Regions from separate parts of the Mus musculus genome. Here region 2 is linked to region 1. The links are chromatin contacts, called in public ChIA-PET maps. All regions are on one chromosome and are shown on one strand. The core of a region is the stretch at or near the end of the contact, and the rest is flanking DNA. Distances in the headings are between cores, read along the strand shown. Region 1 holds the start of Foxo4 (forkhead box O4). Region 2 has its middle 22 kb from the start of Gm24061.

What was found. ChIA-PET counts read pairs in DNA pulled down with a chosen protein or histone mark.
Region 2: an RNA polymerase II ChIA-PET map of memory CD8 T cells shows a contact between it and region 1, with 376 read pairs. The contact joins the enhancer-like site here to the promoter of Foxo4 in region 1. A contact is called at or near these places in 11 of 39 promoter capture datasets (the 3T3-L1 cell line, 3T3-L1-derived adipocytes, the C10 cell line and 6 more), 1 of 15 datasets of contacts at CTCF or cohesin (CD8 T cells), 2 of 484 Hi-C or Micro-C datasets (embryonic fibroblasts and nephron progenitors), 7 of 115 datasets of contacts at active chromatin or transcription factors (the 230-238 cell line, the SCID.adh cell line, effector CD8 T cells and 3 more) and 4 of 9 other capture datasets (adipose tissue, liver, macrophages and 1 more).

Annotation. Positions count from the first base shown.
Region 1 is chrX:101,253,248-101,255,947 of GRCm38.p6, reverse strand. It overlaps Foxo4 (forkhead box O4), which reads right to left and starts at 1,420. Exons shown (of 3, transcript NM_018789.2): 1 at 675-1,420. The coding sequence starts at 1,127.
Region 2 is chrX:101,162,315-101,165,014 of GRCm38.p6, reverse strand. It overlaps a transcript of Snx12 not described here. Among named protein-coding and RNA genes, the nearest start is that of Gm24061, 22 kb to the right of the region's middle. Within about 2 kb of position 1,319, at least 18 of the 459 cell types and tissues checked have an H3K27ac peak or open chromatin away from gene starts, as enhancers often do. A contact at or near this core is called in the 230-238 cell line, CD8 T cells, the HPC-7 cell line and 1 more, where this site is marked.

The DNA of each region.
Region 1 (2,700 bases), core at 171-2,670:
ATACCTCCTTTCTCCATGAGTAGTATTCCTGAACAAAGACTTTCCCCGTGAGTTTGGAGAGCGCCTTACAAGGAAGGATTTTCGTCAGGAGAAGGTAAACTGAGGCAGATAGCAGCTTGCGGGCCTCTTTCCTTAGTGCACAAGGTCGCTACCTTTCCCCATGGATACCAACCACTTTGCCCCCCTTCACCGCCCACTCCCTCTTGGGCAGAGCAATCGTAGAACAGTTCTGTTCACTGAGGTATTGGGAGGCGAGCAGGGAATCCGAGTAATCCCGCAGGAATGGGCCAAAAGGTGTTGGGTGGGAGGGGAGGGAGGAGGGAAGGCTAGGTGCCGGTGGAGAATCCACACAGTTCCTGCTGTACATAGGATAAAGACTTCTCTGTGGGAATAAATGTTTGGAGCAGCTCAAGCCAAAGTGCTGAGTAGCGAGTAGAGAATTCGATTTTCCTCAGAGCAGGGACAGTGTCTTATTCATCTCCGATCCTCCTGCTTCAAGCTGCTCAGAGTGTGGTATATACTATGTACTAAGTAAATGCCTGTCTAACTGAAGATTAAAGGTGGATCTTTGGGCTTTCCAAAGGGGTGGAAAGGCGGTAATGGGGGGCCCCGGAGTGAGAGTAACTAGAGGGGTCCAAGGGTGGATGGCGTGAAGGTAAGGGAGTCATACTTACCTTCCATCCTGCCGAGCTGTTGCTGTCACCCTTGTCCTTGAAGTAGGGCACCGTGCGGACCATCCATTCGTAGATCTGGGCGAGTGTCAGCCGCTTCTCCGGGGCGCTTTCAATGGCCTGGCTGATGAGTTCTGCATATGACTGATTTCCCCAGGCATTCCGGCGGGAGCCTCCCTTCCGAGGACCTGTTACAGCCCCCAGGATTCCCGGCTGGGGGCCCCCTGCCGGCTCTGGGAGCCGAGAGGGCAACAGGATCGGTTCGGAGTGTCCCTCCGTGGGTACCTTCTGTCCCAGACTGGGCTCCACCTCGGACGGTTCGTGTGGCTCCGTAGCGAGGTCTGGTCGAGGAAGGGGCCAGGTGCAGGATCGCGGACGGCTCTGGGGTTCGAAGTCGGGATCGAGGTCTAGGATCGCGGCAGCCCCTGTGGCTGACTTCTTATTCTCTGGATCCATACGTGGGGTCGAACCTCTGCAGCTCAGCGATCAGTGGAGCCTGCCACAGTCCCTCACCATGCCTCCCCCAAGGGGGGAAACACATTCTTTCCAGTTCTCAGAAAGTCACGAACTTCTCCCTCGTCTCCGGACTCTAGCTCCTAAACTGTCCCTTTCACTCCGTTCTCCGATCCCCTCCGGAGTCCGGGCTGCAGCCTCAGAGTAGCGCTCTGAGGCACCACCTGTAACCTCCGCCTAGCGAAGGCACTTTCTGCACCCTCTCACTCAGCTTCCTGCTCTTTTAAACCTGAGGCACCGTATCCCCTCATACATTGCGCTCCCATCACCGAACGTCTCCTCAGCGAAGTTCCCTCCCCCTTTCAAGTTGCTGCCCCCCGGACACTCCTCCCAAATTTCCTCCACCCGGATCGCTGCCCTCCCCCACGCCCCGCTCCCGGGCGTCACTTGTCCCTCCCCTGGCTCTCCCTCCCCTCGCCTCTTCCCTCCAGGTCACTCTTGAGAGGGTCAAGGTTCTTGCGGCCCCAGCCTCCCCAACTCCAGAACTGAATCCCCTATCGGACCCCCCCACCCCCCGCCCCCCGGGTTTCCCTTTTGTTTTGCTCCAAGCAGCAGCCCCCGCCAGACGTCTCTGTTTACCACTCGCTGGGGCAGCCATCTGCGCACGCGCCTCAGGAGCCACTTGGGAAACTGAGTTCTCGAATCGTGCCACCCTGGTCGTTCTCGAAGACTACATCTCCCGTCCTACCTTGCGATCAGGAGTCCGATATCGGCCGCAGGAGAGCGGCGCGTGGCAGGATGTGGGGAGGTGGAACTTTAATGATTAGAGGTCGTCCCGGACTCTTTTTCTTTTCTTAAAAATATTTTTCCTCATTCCTTCCCTTTTCACCCACTTCCTCGAGTTTCGGGGTCGCCCAAAAGATCGTTTTGAAAGACGCTAGATTTTCCCATCCTTCACTAAGAAAGCAAAGTGAAAATGTATTGCCCTTATAAGAAGCAGAAAGAGTATCAACAAGTAGGGATCTGATTAGAAAATAAGACACACTCACTTGGGGAGTTGAGAGGGAAGCTTGTGTAACAACAAACAGTGTTCATTGGTTATGGTGCACTCTCTCCATTTTCTATGTACATTTCACAGACAGTCTTGCTAGTTTCCTCTGTCAGCTATGCAGGCCTCTGAAATACTGATCTTCTCCTTGTTCTGATCTTCAATGGCTTCTCATTCAACATGTCTCCAACTGAACTTTTTTTTTTTTTAATCTCTTTCTGCACCTATACCTCCACCCTCTAGCTACCTTTAACCTCTGTTATTTTGTCTTTTTTCTGGAGCTGAGGACCGACTCCAGGGCCTTAGCCCTTGTTAGGCAAGTGCTATACCACTGAGCTAAATCCCCGATCCCTACTCTTAAGCTCTGAATTTGGTTAGAGGCTGTTCTGGGTCTACCTAACCTTCTCAGCCACACTGATGGTCACCTTTCCACTTCTGTAACTTGCTACTTCCAAATTCTAAATGGAGACATTATGACTGGGTTTAAGTTCTTCAACAGTGCACCGGCTTCTAATCCTTCTAATCCTT
Region 2 (2,700 bases), core at 70-2,569, 91 kb after region 1:
AAACCCGCCCGCCTCTGAAAAATATTTTCTAATTATATATCCGAGAGGATTAGTATCTAAACAAAGAACTCAAGAAAACTAAACATCAAGAAAACAAACAAGACTGACATGGTGGCTTATGTCTTTAATCCCCGCACTTGGGAGGCAGAAGCAGGTGGTTTTCTTTGAGTTTGAGGCCAGCCTGGTCTACAGAGTGAGTTCCAGGACAGCCAGGGCTGCACAGTGAGACCCTGTCTCAAGGAAGGAAAGATGGAAGGAAGGAAGGAAGAAAACAACCCATTCAAAAAAGGAGTTATGCAATGGAAAGAGAGTTCTCAGAAGAAATACGAGTCAGTAATAAAAACTTTTAAAAGTGCTCAACATCATTAGTCATCAGGGAAGGGCAAATTAAAAGTGCTTTGGGTTTTCATTTCACCCCAGTCAAAATGGCTATCATCAAACAAAACAACAACAAAACAAAACTAGAAAACAACAAATACTGGCAAGGATTCAGGGAAAGGAGGAGCCTTAATATACCATTGGTGGGAGTGTAAACTAGTGTAGCCATTATGGAAATCAGTATGAACTGTTCTCAAAAAGGTACAAATAGAATTACCATATGACTGGGCTATACCTGGGCACACACCCAAAGGACTTTATGTCTTATAACAGGGATACTTGCACATTCATATTCATTGTTGCTCTATCTACTCATAATAGCTAGGGGATGGAATCAGCTTAAATGCCTATCTACTGATATATAATGAAACATGGTACATTTACACAACGGGAATTTATTCAGCTGTAAAGCAAAATGAAATTTGTAGGAAAATGGATGGAACTAGAAAAATCACCTTGAGTGGGGTAACCCAGGCCTAGCATTACAAATGGTACGTGTTCTTTCTCATATGTGAGTCCTAGCCTCACATTTTTATATTTATGTATTTAATTTGAATGTCTATAGAGGTCAGAAAACTGGAAAATGATGGGAAGAAGCCTCACTTGGGGGAGAGGATAGTAGAGCATGTGATATTAAAGTAAAGGAGGAGACTACTTGGGGCTCAAGGGTTAAAAAAGGATGAGGGTGGAGCATAGCGGATGGGAGTGGAGGAAGGAAGGAAGTAGGCATGTATGAAAAAGCCGCATGCAAACTTCTTTTTCTAATTTCAACTTCATTGTACTTTTTTCTTTTGTTGTGGTGAATAAGTGAATGAAAATGAATAAGAAATGTGTAAAACCCTAAGTGATATTCCATTTGCTTTATGAATGGCATTTCTAACTGTATTTCCACTGTGATTTATAGAATTTAGGATCGGTTAAGTGTTTGAGTGGTTTCACTTTAGCTGTGTGATGTGTTTGTTTGTAAGCTAATTAGAATAAAGTGATTTTATTTATTAAAAAAGAAACCTAGTGCTTTGTATTAATTAAAAATATAAATTACGGAGCTAGAGAGATGATTCAGTGATTAAGAGCATTTGCTGTTTTTCCAGAGAACCCTAGTTCAGTTTCCAGCAGCCACGGCAGGTAGCTCTAGCTCTGGGGAATTCAGTGCTTCCGGCCTGTGTGGGCACCTAGATTCACACACACACACACACACACACACACACACACACACACACAGAGAGAGAGAGTGCAAAGGCATGCATGCTTGCAAGACACTCACATACATACAAAATAATAATGTATACTTTATAGTTTAAAAGTTTGAATGAAGGTACCCTCTATTCAATGTTCCCCACAGAAAACATGGGTTATTAAATGAAAATTTCAGTGCCAGTGGGATACCTCCATATGAGTTATTGGTCAGATAGGCCTCAGAGGCCACCAACAGAACACAGGTCCGGGGAACAGAGGGAGCTCTGAGTGAGTAAACTCCTGAGTAAATGTGTATTGACAATGGGCTTGCCCACGTAAAGGATCCCAATGCTTTTGACCTATAGGAATTGTAAAGTCTTTCTTGAAGTAGGCTCAGGGAAATGGATGTCCTTGTCTGAGCACAAATATTGACAGTGGGTGCAGAAAATGTCCAAGTGTAGTGCCTCCTCCCCATGTTGCTTCTACCAAGATTAGCTAAACCTGCCTCCTTGCTTCAACAGTATGCAATAACTCTGCTTCCCTGTTCAGCTATGTATGTTCAACACGCTGCTGTCAAAGGCAGGGGGTACTGCAGCTTCTCCATCACAGAGCACACTTCGCCCCTCTCAGCTTTTCTGTGTCTGTCCTTTCTTCATTCCTTTGCTGCCCTAGTTAGGTCAATCCCTGGAGAGGAGCATGATGTGGCAAACAGGCTGTTGGCATTGCTCTTCATTGCTCACCATAGCCAGATGGTAAGAGTCTCTCTCGCTGAAGACACACTTCCCTTGCAGGACATGGAGAAATCAACTTGAACTGACCTGGAACCTTCCTTCCTGCTGGCAAACTTTCAGAGTGCTGGGGGTTTCTCTGCAGACTCTGAGGGGAGAAAAGTCATTGTAAGGCTAGATTTGTGTCAACATGACACAAGCTGTAGTCCTCCGAGAGGAGGGATCCTCAATTGAGAAAATGCTGCTATAAGAGCAGGTTGTATGCAAGCCTATAGAGCATTTTCTTAATTAGTAATTGATGTTGGAGGGCCCAGCCCATTGTGTGTGTTTCCATCTATAGGCTGGTGGTTCTGGGTTCTGTAAGAAAGCAGGCTGATCAAGTCATTATGAGCAAGCCAGTAAACAGCATCCCTCCATG